2 separate regions of the Hordeum vulgare genome follow, and region 2 is linked to region 1. The links are chromatin contacts, called in public Hi-C maps. All regions are on one chromosome and are shown on one strand. The core of a region is the stretch at or near the end of the contact, and the rest is flanking DNA. Distances in the headings are between cores, read along the strand shown. Region 1 holds the start of LOC123452607 (myosin-binding protein 7-like). Region 2 holds the start of LOC123452609 (probable glutamate carboxypeptidase PLA3).

Region 1 (5,520 bases), core at 873-3,372:
CCTTTGCAAAAATCCTAGGGTCAAAACTGATTACAGAAAACATTTTTGGTTAGAATAAAATATGAAAAATTGTTAAACCTTCTCAAAACTTTGGGAAATCATTTTTGGAGGTTGTGAAGATGTTAGTGAAGTGCCATGGTCAAGAAATCAGAGGAGGGTGGAGATAACCAAATTTTTGAAGTAGAGTAGGTTTGGTAAAAGCTTGGCTATTCCTTTAATATGAATTTAAAATGACATAAAGGTTTTCTTTGAGTCAAAACTTTTAGCAAGGACATACTAGGAGAAATTCCTCCAACAAGAGTTGCTATTGGATAACTTTAAAAGATTTTCTCAAGAGAGAATTTTTCAAAAGATCCCAAAGACCCTTTCCAAAAGAAGCAATTGTTCTTGATTCAAAATAATGAGGTCAGGGAAAAACCAAATTAAAAATTTAAGGATGTTACAACACCTACCCCCTTAAGAAAAATCTCGTCCCCGAGATTTTAGATAGTCCTCAAGCAGTGGTGGTTGTTCCTTTCTCAAGAAGTCCTCCCTTTCCCAAGTAGCCTCATCCTCTAAATGGTTGTTCCACTGTACCCTGAATAACTTGGTGACTTTCTGACATGGTTTCCTTTCTGCTCCCCGTCTTCTTCTCCGACGAGCACCCTCGAAGACTACCACCGAACCAGTGTCCTCCCCTCGATTTCCCCTCTCTCAACTGCTCCATGGTGAATGGAGCTGCAATGGGCATGGCCGGCGAAGTTGCATCCATGACCGAAGGCGTAATTTACTACATGCTTCAATCGGCATTGAAATTTGCTACAACGGGCACTGTATTTTGCTACCACCGGTGTCGCATTGTGCTACATCGCACATGGCTTCGCAATTTTTGCTACAATTGGTGTTTCATTTTGCTACAACCTGCATAACGTTTTGCTACATCCATCACGGCTGAGCTTCGACCCGTGAAGGCGAAACCATGCTCGTTTTTGTTGCAATAGTTGACAAAAAAAGTTGCAACGATATATGAAAAATATTTCAACGGTATATGAAAAATGTTTCAACAGAAAAAGCTTCAACGATATTTTGCTACATGCATCGTTGCGGAGCTGGGACCGACGACGAGGGGGCGTCAACCAGGGATGACCGACGGTGAGAGAAGATGAGGAGGCGAGGCGTGGGGTGTAGCGTGTGCGTGGGTGACACCCTCCTTTTTCTCTCTTTCTTCCTTGTGGGAGGTTGAAGATGGGATGCAAAAGAGAAGGGGGAGATCTGACGGCTACGCGAGTGCAAATCGAATGGATCTAGGTTGACCGGTTGAAATAAAATGAATGAACATATGAAAAAATAAATAAAAAATATGACTATACAGACGAAAAAAAGTTTAAAATAAACACATTTAATCATTGATTGGATACATCTATGATCGTTTGAAGGATCGCGTTTGTCAAGTCCGCTCTCCATGATTAGGACTTGCTCCGCCGACAAAAATAGGACAAGACATGCCACGAGGAAGCTGAAGCCACCACCGATCTCGCTAAACTTTCACGTGCACGTCCAATGACGCCACGAGCCATGTCCGTACTTGTCCCACAGGCTACGCCATTGACCTCTGCGGCTCTACCTCTCTTTTACCATTGACCCCTGCCCTTGAGGACCGAACCTTGACCCGAATGGCCGGATCAGGAAACGTGAGCTGCCGGCAGCCGCCGCCGCGGCGCTGCCCGTGCCATTTCTTTCCGTCGACCTAACCTGTTTCCGGCGAACAACAAAAAAATAAAAATCGTGTGGCCAGGCCAGGACAGATAGTTCGCAACACGTAATAAAAGCCGTAGCAGTGCATCTCAATCTCAAAATAAATAGAAAGAATCCGCAGGAGTGGCGGCACATCGTCGACGAACACCCTCTGCACGATTCCCACGGTTAGTGGCGGCGCACGTCGTAGCAGTGCGGCCATATATGCCACTGGCCCGAATCACACAACTCCAAGTTCCATTTTTGTGATTCCAAAAAGAAGTTCCTTTCTTGTTGCTTATATTTTTTCTGGGAGAAGTTACTTTTCTGTTGTCGTCGAGAGAAACACCACACGGTCCACAAGCCGGCGACGCCCACAACTGCACGATCCACAAGGCAGCGCGCGCCTTTTATCTTTCCTCTTCCTCCTGCTCTTCTTCTCACTCACTCTAGATTAAATCAAATCAAATCGTGAGCGACGGCGGCTTCATTCTTTTTACGGTGTCTTTCCGCGCGGGCGACGTGGAAAGCTCACCGGCGTGATGCGACGATGATGCCGCTGCCGCCCACCTGTTTATTCCCAGCTGCCTTAATCTAATCTGCCGCCACCACTATCCGGATCATTTCATCCCCGATCGGACGAATTATTGAGCGCTGTCGCTGCCGCTGGCCTATTCCAGCCTAGCTCAGCTCATCTCAGCTCGCGTCGCGTCCAACTCACGCCACCCCACCACTGCCCGCCTTTCCCCTCCACTTGCCCGTCGAAAGGGACCTTCGCCGGCCGTCCGGTCCCACCCACGGCGGCCGCGGTGACGCCACCGGCGGCGGGGGGCGGGATCCGGGGCTGGGGATCGGCGGATCCCGCGGGGGCGGGGCACATACATGCTTCCCCCATGGACCAGCTCGCCCTCCCCTCCTCGTCCTGCTCCCCGCAGGAGCAGCGCCGCTCGGTGAAGCGCCGCCCGCCGCCCGCGGGCTCCCCGGAGCCGTCGCCGAGGGCGGGCGCGGGCCCGGCGGAGCTGCTCCGCCGGGTGGAGGAGCTGGAGGCGGAGGCGAGGCGGCTGGCGATGGAGAAGGAGGCGGCCGAGGAGTCGGCGCTGGGCCTGCAGGGCGAGCTGGAGGCCGAGCGGGCCTCGGCCGAGACGGCGGCCAGCGAGGCCATGCTCATGATCGAGCGCCTGCAGCGCGAGAAGGCCGCGGCCCAGATGGAGGCCCGCCAGTTCCGCCGCTACGCCGAGGGCCGCGCCGACCACGAGCGCGAGGTGCAGGAGGAGCTCGCCTCCCTCTCCGACCTCGCCGCCTCCTACCACTCCCGCCTCCAGTCCCACGGGATCGACCCCGACACCTTCTCCGACGAGGAGGACGAGGAGCTCTACGAGGAGCAGCGCGGCCACGCGGACCAGATCGATCTGGTCGCGCCCGAGGCCGAGGGGGACGGCGCCGACCTTTTAATCGCCAGTGCTAATGGCATGGAGGTGAAAGCCATGGTCGAGGAGCAAGAGCAAGAGCAGTCCACTACCCCTGTCGAGAAAGAGTTTGAGTACACGGTGGATGTCAGGTGCGCGAGCCCGACGATGGCGGCCGTTGCCGTGGTGGGGGAGTACGTCGGGGATGTAGCAGGCAATGCAGGGGGTTTGTATGCGAGGGTGGAGGCGCTGGAGGCGGACAGAGCGGCAATGCATAGAGAGATTGCGGCGCTGCGGGCGGAGAGAGCACAGTTGGTCATGGCAAGGGAGATGGCTCGCCGACTCTGCTGGGAAGTGGTTTCTGAGAAGAAAAGCATTGCTAAGCAGGCTCTTGTCCCGGCCAAGAGATTCTCGGCGTTGGGAATTTGCAAGGTATAATCGAGTTCGCTCAACATTGGTCATTATTAGTAAGCTTGTAATTTCATTATGCATTAGCAAACATCATCCGTGCATTTGGTAATCTCATCAGGTATTGTTTTGTTAGTTAAAGGTTTTGGTGCTAAATTTGGAGCCTGGCACATTTGTCGAATTTAGTTGCGCCGCATGTGATTGATGGATTTAGTTTGGGGGATTTTGGTTCTGCTTAGCATGAAATGCATTGCATATCTCGGCTGGGTGCGGAACTGAATCAGAATTTTGACATTTCTTATACTTTGTAAAACGAACTGAATTTTTTATTTCTTTTGAATTGAAGCAGCAAGGTACCAGTTAGTACTCTGAACTATTTGCAGGGTGCTGATTATTTGCCATTGTTTCTTTATTAAGTTGATGCCATCTGATGTGTTTATAAGCGATTCAACATTTGCAGCTAGATTGAGTGCATGAACTTGCTTGGTAGGTGTGATTATCAGCTTGTGTGCTCTTTGTTGTTAACACAAACTTGATGTTTGTTCAAACTTTGAGTTGACAATTTAGTGACTGAGCAGAAAAGCACTTCTCATCTGGTGGATTCATTTTTAGTTACTTCATACATTTGGGAGAATGCATTAGCACTATGCGCTTAAGGTGCTAATTTTAGTACACCGGAGAGTCGCACATTTGTAAAATAGTTGCATTGCATGTGATTAATATATTAGTGGAATATTTTGGTGGTGGCCTAGATTTAATGGGATTTTGCAAGTATGGCTGCGTGGTAGATAAAACTAGATAAATGACATTACTGTGATATATTTTTTATATCAATATGGTGTGTGTTTGGTCAAAGTTAATATACCATCCTCAATGTTTCTAGTACAAAACTGTTGCTTGAGATGCCTAAATGGTGTGTCACAGAAATTATATTATTCTCCCTTGTATGCATATAATACACTTCAGTAGAAATACATTCTCGCCAATAATAACCGAAATTTAAATGACAATTACTCCCTCCGTCCCAAAATTCTTGTCTTAGATTTGTCTAGATATGAATGTATCTAGTCACGCTTTAGTATTTAGATACACTCATTTCTATACAAAACTAAGACAAGAATTTTGGGACGGAGGGAGTACTTTACATGAAAATGCTTTCATTTGTTCTGATGATTATGGATAAACAAATTTGTGAAGTGAATAGAGTTCATTTACCAAAGTTATCTCAAATGCTAACAATACTTCAGCTAATAATTATTCACAACTACAGGCTGAACTCCTTTCTTGTTATCCTTTCATCTATTCGTTATGTGAAAATGCAGTGTGCTGCAACCTGCAGGCATGCTAGACATGGTAGTACTAAGATACAATGTCACTTAAAATATAGTATGTTGCATGATATGGCTGTTCTGTTTTTCGGTTACTTTATTTGGAGCTGTAACTTGGAAAAGGAAACCATTATATAATACGGAGTATTTGTTTGTTGTTCAACTGCCTTTGCTAATTCCATTTGGATTTTTCATGTCCATCCTTGAGTAGTTTGGTGTTCCATAACATCGCCACTGTTCTCATCCTTGAGAAATTAACAACTTTTGATATCTTTGCTGCAGTGGTTGCTCTCCGTGATATTTTGGAGAAGAAGCTCTACTACCAGGTAGTTCCATACCATGAATCGTTCTGAACCTATGATTATCCTTCTTCGCTCTGTTGCAACCCTAAACTGCGGCCATGGCTACTTCACAGGTATACGTTCGGCTTGTCAACTACGTTCCTTGGCCTCCTGCTGCTCCTCGACAGATCGACCATGTTGAGTCCATGGCGGCGTCCGCATAGGCCACGGCAATGACCACGGCCGCCTCCGCTGTTCCATGGCCAAACACATGTAAATGCAGAACCTCAGACGATTGGTTACCACTCTGTTTTGTGCGTGTATTGCATTCTTTGGTGATCTGTTTCTTTTCGTTTTGGCTGAGTACAGCGCAGTATTGGCGAT
Region 2 (5,349 bases), core at 239-2,738, 230 kb before region 1:
AAGGTGTGAAAAATGTGGGCAGACAGTGAAACACATCTTAATTCATCACAGCCACGCCTGCATTGTGCAACAAGGACTGCAAAATTATCTGCCTTTCGTGAATAAAGTGAAGGAGTGCATAGCAAAAGGTAGGATCCAAGATGCAGGCCCCTTCACCCTGTATCCGTAACAGTAAAATCTTCAGAAAGCCACCCGGTCTGTCCAAGCAGGCAGCAAAAACTACCTGGTGGCGCACTAAACACCAAACAGAGCCGCTATTTGGCAGAGTCTTGCTCACCATGGAAAAGGATGAAAAGATGCAAGAGGACCACTGGAACCAAAATAATTGAGTCGACAACGACATGGGTCACTGTAATTCAACCTCAAAACATGGATCAAATAAACAGACTATCTATGGAAACCCCAAAATTCAGGATTTGAGGCGGTCAGTCAGAGCACTAGTCCACGGAATTCCCAGCTTTTGCGTCCTTCTTGTCCTGTACATGGGGACAGCAAAATACCAAACGAGTTGTGGATATGTATACGTACTTGATAGGTGAAGTTGACCAACGTGGGGCCTGGTCCGACGCCGCCGGCGTGGCCCTCCAGCCCGAGCCCGAGCCCGAGCCCCGCGCGCCACTCCGGCGGCAAGGCCGGCCCGCCCAGGCTCCGCACGATGGCCGCGGCCGTGTCGGCCGAGACCGGCATGGACGGGATCGTCGGGAACCGCCGCCTGACCGCCTCGTGGTCAAACCCTAGCCGCTCCGCGCCGTCGGCCGCGGCCCAGCCGGGCGTGAGCGGGTCGCCGGGGCCGCCGAGCAGGACCGCTCCCCTCTCGACGCCGCCGTCCGCGTGGCCGGCGATGAGCACTGCGACGGCGCCCTTCCCCGCGGCGCGTGCCACCACCCCGCCGCGGTACCCGCCCCCGCGGATTGCAACGGCGACGCGGCCGCGGAGGGACACCCCGAGCCGGTCGAGCGCGGCGAGGTCCTCCTCGCGGCCCAGGTTGACGAACACCGCCTCGGCCACGGCCGCGCCGGAGGGAGCGTACGCGTGGTAGGGCCGCACGACGCGGCGGCCCGGGTCCGCGGGCTCGTCAGTCGAGAGGCGCGCCAGCAGGGAGCGGTCGGCGGCGAGCAGCGCGAGGGAGGCGTGCGCCCGGTACGAGAGCAGCGGCGCGTACTCGCGGGTGAGCGTGCGGAGTCCCGCGGCGCGGAACCGCGCGTGCACGTGCGCGGCCACGCCCGCCGCCCCGGGCGTCCCCGCGAGGTGCGGCCCGGCCGTGAGCGCGCGCAGGTCGGCGGCGATGCTGGCGTTGGCCCCGGGGGAGAGCGAGAGGAACAGCGCGGCGGGGTCGGCGCCGGAGCGGGCCCCCGGCGGGCGGCCGTGGAGCACGAGAAGGGAGACGAGGAGCAGCAGGCCGAAGGGCAGGAGGACGCGCGCGAGGCGGAGCGGCTGCGGCGGCGAGGAAGGCGACGAGGAGGGGTGCGGCATTTCGCGGCGGCTGGGCGCGTGGGGGCTCGGAGTGTCAGCGCGCCCACCACCCGTGCGCGGCTTTTACGGCCATGGAAAGGTGGCCGTTACCAAGTTTAGTGCGTAGCACGCTGTACTGTGTACTCTACTCTACCACGGTCCTATACGTACGTTATGGATGGGATTTGGGAAGATGCGCAGCATGGCATGCTCGCTCTCGCGTCTCGCCATTGCCGTTTCTGCACGCTGTACGCTGCATGTACGAGTACTAGGCTTTACTACGAGCCGAGGGAGCGGGGTCCCGGGGGTGAGCTTCCACTGGGAGGCAGCAAGTGCCGGCGGCGGGGCCGGCTGCGTCGCGCTGATTGGCGGGCTGGGGCGGTGCGCGGCGCACCTCCACCCACCAGCGCTCCGTATTTGCGACGTGCCGACTGCCGAGAAAGGCCGGCCACAGGCAGAGGACAGGGACCGGCGCACCTGTGGGCTGTGGGCTGTGGCGGATCGGTGCGTTTGGACTGCCGGATTTTCTCTCGCTCCTTGCCTGGATGGAAGAATGGGACGTGTTTGATGGAGCTTTATGTCACTCATCACTTGGGATGGGACTCTAGCTAGCAGAGACTGCCAAGTGAGCAGTTGTCGTTTACTGCTCTGTTTAATCCGGTGTCTCATGTTGTTTACTCCTATTATACTTATATTTGTTCCCCGCAAAAAAATATTTATATTTGCTCCTAGTTATATTTGTTTGTGTGTGTCTTAACACGGTACAGTTGAAGTCCCTCCCTATCCTTATAAATGAACGTACATCTTTGTAAATGTAGTTGATGGAATTGTCTTCTTCTACTGAACACACATCGTTCAAAGATCTGAAATAAATTTAGAATAATATAAGTATCAAAGGCTGAGACACAGTTATGGTCTCAGTGAGCTGCGGATACACAGTAGCTGAATGAATCTTTACCTAATAATAAAGAGGCTATAGCTTCTGTCGGAAAACCCATCGAGGTGATTTTACAAAAAAGCCCTTACTGTTTATGACATTAAACTCGTAGTATATATTAAATATTTTTTTTAAATACTCATATCTTTTAAACCGTAACTTCAAATTTAACATATTATACATGGAATTTGATTAGAAAAATATGTAGAATTTAAATATGATATTATTTTATCTGTTAAACGTTTAATAAAAATACTATCTAGGGTGCAATCTTAATAAATAAGTCATTATTCGTCTTTCTTTCATACCGGTACTCATCCGGGTTGGGAATGAACACGTCAACAAAATCAGGATTAGAGATGAAACTGAAGGTCACTTGACTGATTCTTTGTACATATTAAATCTACATACAAGCCGTGTTAAAATAGAAGACCTGTGAAATTTTGAACTGCATTTTTATAGGATAAGACCATCTTTATTTGTATCGTAACTATAAATTCTGAAATTATAGACATTTTTTATAAATTAAGAGCGTGTGTCGTGTGGTATTTCTTTCTCCCGTTGCAACGCATGGGCCCTTTTGCTAGTTATACTTATATTTGTTCCCCGCAAAAAAATATTTATATTTGCTCCTAGTTATATTTGTTTGTGTGTGTCTTAACACGGTACACTCCCTATCCTTATAAATGAACGTACATCTTTGTAAACATAGTTGATGAAATTGTCTTCTTCTACTGAACACACATCGTCCAAAGATCTGAAATAAATTTAAAATAATATAAGTATCAATGTTTTTAATTTATTTTTTATGAACAAGGTATATCACTGTTTTTCTAACTATCCGATCACAAATTAATTCATTTATATTTGCTTATGTTAGGATGTACATCTGCATGGCATATTAGCACTGCACTACGTTATAACTATATTGTATCGGTGTTTTTGTGTTGGTAAAGTTGTATTGGCTTTCGAGCTGTTAAGGTTTTTGATTCGGTTTCGCATGCAAACTGAATCATGGTTTCGGACTTATTTCTCCACATAAATTAATTCAATTTCTTTTTGAACGGAGATCAATATACAAGTGGAGATCACCTCCCCCCTCTCGGCATATTAAAAAAAATCCACAATCCATATGATATACTTCCTACGTTCCTAAATATAAATCTTCTTAAAGATTACACTATTGAACCATTCCTAAACCCTAAACCCTAATACATATGGAGGAAGTAGTCAGCACTATGTGTCGTGTTCGTAAACCCTAAAAATAGTGCTGACTACTTCCTCCACAAATTGAAATATCTAAAAAGACTTATATTTAAGAACGGAGGAAGTAGTCAGCACTATGTGTCGTGTTGTGTGGATCTTGTGCATGATGTCGATAATGTGTGCCATTTTGCTTGGTGTAGCTACGTTGAGGTTTAATTTAAGGGCAGTCACTCCTTTCATGTTTGAGTATTGCATCTTGTTATCAGCTTCCCGTAATCAACGAGTGATTTGTTTTGAATGCATAGTGATTGGTATCGAATTCACTTTTGCGGTTCTATTGAAAAATGCATTTCTTTGCACTCTAAAATTAAGGGATTTCTTACTATCTTTTAACGAAATTAGCAAAAGTTCCTTACGCATCCATGACACTCAAGGAAAAAACAATAATACTAATATTCATAGGGTCCAAAATAAGCTCGTCGGAGCTAGGAAAACCATATGCTCAAAATCATATCAATAGTTTTCTTTAAAAACCTTTAAGTCTCATAATTTCACAAAGGAAATACCAATAGAAATTTATAGGGCTTCTCAAAATCTGCTTTAAACAAAATAACATATACTTTATTAACATGGATATGATTCGGGGTTTCATGCAAAACAAGAATGCTCCCACCCCCACCCACCCACCAATAATATTCTTGACTTTTGTAAAAGATGTTTGAGCAAGATCTTTAATTATCACGTCACAAGTATTCATCTTTTATACACAACTTTAGGCAAAAGCTTGAAACTAGAGTTTAACAAGTAGGTCGTAATTGTTGAATTTAGTTAGCCTCGGAATCTTAGGGATCAAAGTTATATTATCGTAGTTCAATCTATTTACACTCGGAAGTCGGAACAATCTGACTGGATTTACCAGTTAACTTCTTCAAGGACTTCAATGATGTTAGATTTTTTTTAAAGAACTCATGGAAAAGCCATCTGGCTCAAGGGATTGCTTATGGTAAACAAAAAGACTAGTTTCTTAACCTCTTCCATTCAAAAGGGGGGCTTAAATCTCATTGTTGATGTCATCCCCAGTCGCAATATCAAAACAGAAATGCATTATAATGCTATTTCTATCCCCAGACCCAAACAACTGCTTATAGAGGTCAATTATATGATTCATCAAGTTCTCCATGCCCTTGGGAGAAAATAACATTGTGTCTCATTCTACCATTATATTTGCACATGAAATCCCCAGAATTATAATCAACATCAAATATTTATCCTTAGCTCTCTACATCCACTTAATACCCTCCGCCTTAAATACATTCTTTAGCTCATATTTCCAAAGTTTTTTCTTGTGGGTTTATAGGCATCAAGACCATAAATATGTCACCATGTGTCTAGAGTATGTATTTGGTCATTCAACAAAAGTTTTCTTTTCTTGAGCTTACGAGAGAAATTAGCATTTCAACCTTTCATTTTTTGTCAAAATAGTCTCAATCTTCATCGTCATTCATCTAAAGGGTCTTCACCTCTAAAGGGGATATCGCAAAAAGATTGAACAACCTATCTAAGACCCTCTCTCTTTAGCTACCAGAATTCAAAATTTGAATTATTGAAATTTTATTTCATGATCTCCCATATCAACTAACAAAGAAGTATGATTGGAAATATTTCTATCGACAACCTTGAATGTACTGAAAGGGAAACCGAAAAAAAACCAAACTCTGCAACATTGATTTTTCACAGTTTCTCATTCCTGGAAA

The links. A called contact is a pair of places that touch in the nucleus more often than the background predicts.
Region 2: a Hi-C map of leaf shows a contact between it and region 1, with 5 times the contacts expected there. The contact joins the promoter of LOC123452609 here to the promoter of LOC123452607 in region 1. A contact is called at or near these places in 3 of 6 Hi-C or Micro-C datasets (leaf and seedling) and 1 of 1 datasets of contacts at active chromatin or transcription factors (embryo).

Annotation. Positions count from the first base shown.
Region 1 is chr5H:543,067,650-543,073,169 of MorexV3_pseudomolecules_assembly, reverse strand. LOC123452607 (myosin-binding protein 7-like) reads left to right here and starts at 2,122. Exons shown (of 3, transcript XM_045129286.1): 1 at 2,122-3,551; 2 at 5,138-5,181; 3 at 5,271-5,520. The coding sequence starts at 2,607. The coding sequence ends at 5,373.
Region 2 is chr5H:543,296,551-543,301,899 of MorexV3_pseudomolecules_assembly, reverse strand. It overlaps LOC123452609 (probable glutamate carboxypeptidase PLA3), which reads right to left and starts at 1,488. Exons shown (of 10, transcript XM_045129292.1): 1 at 529-1,488. The coding sequence starts at 1,473.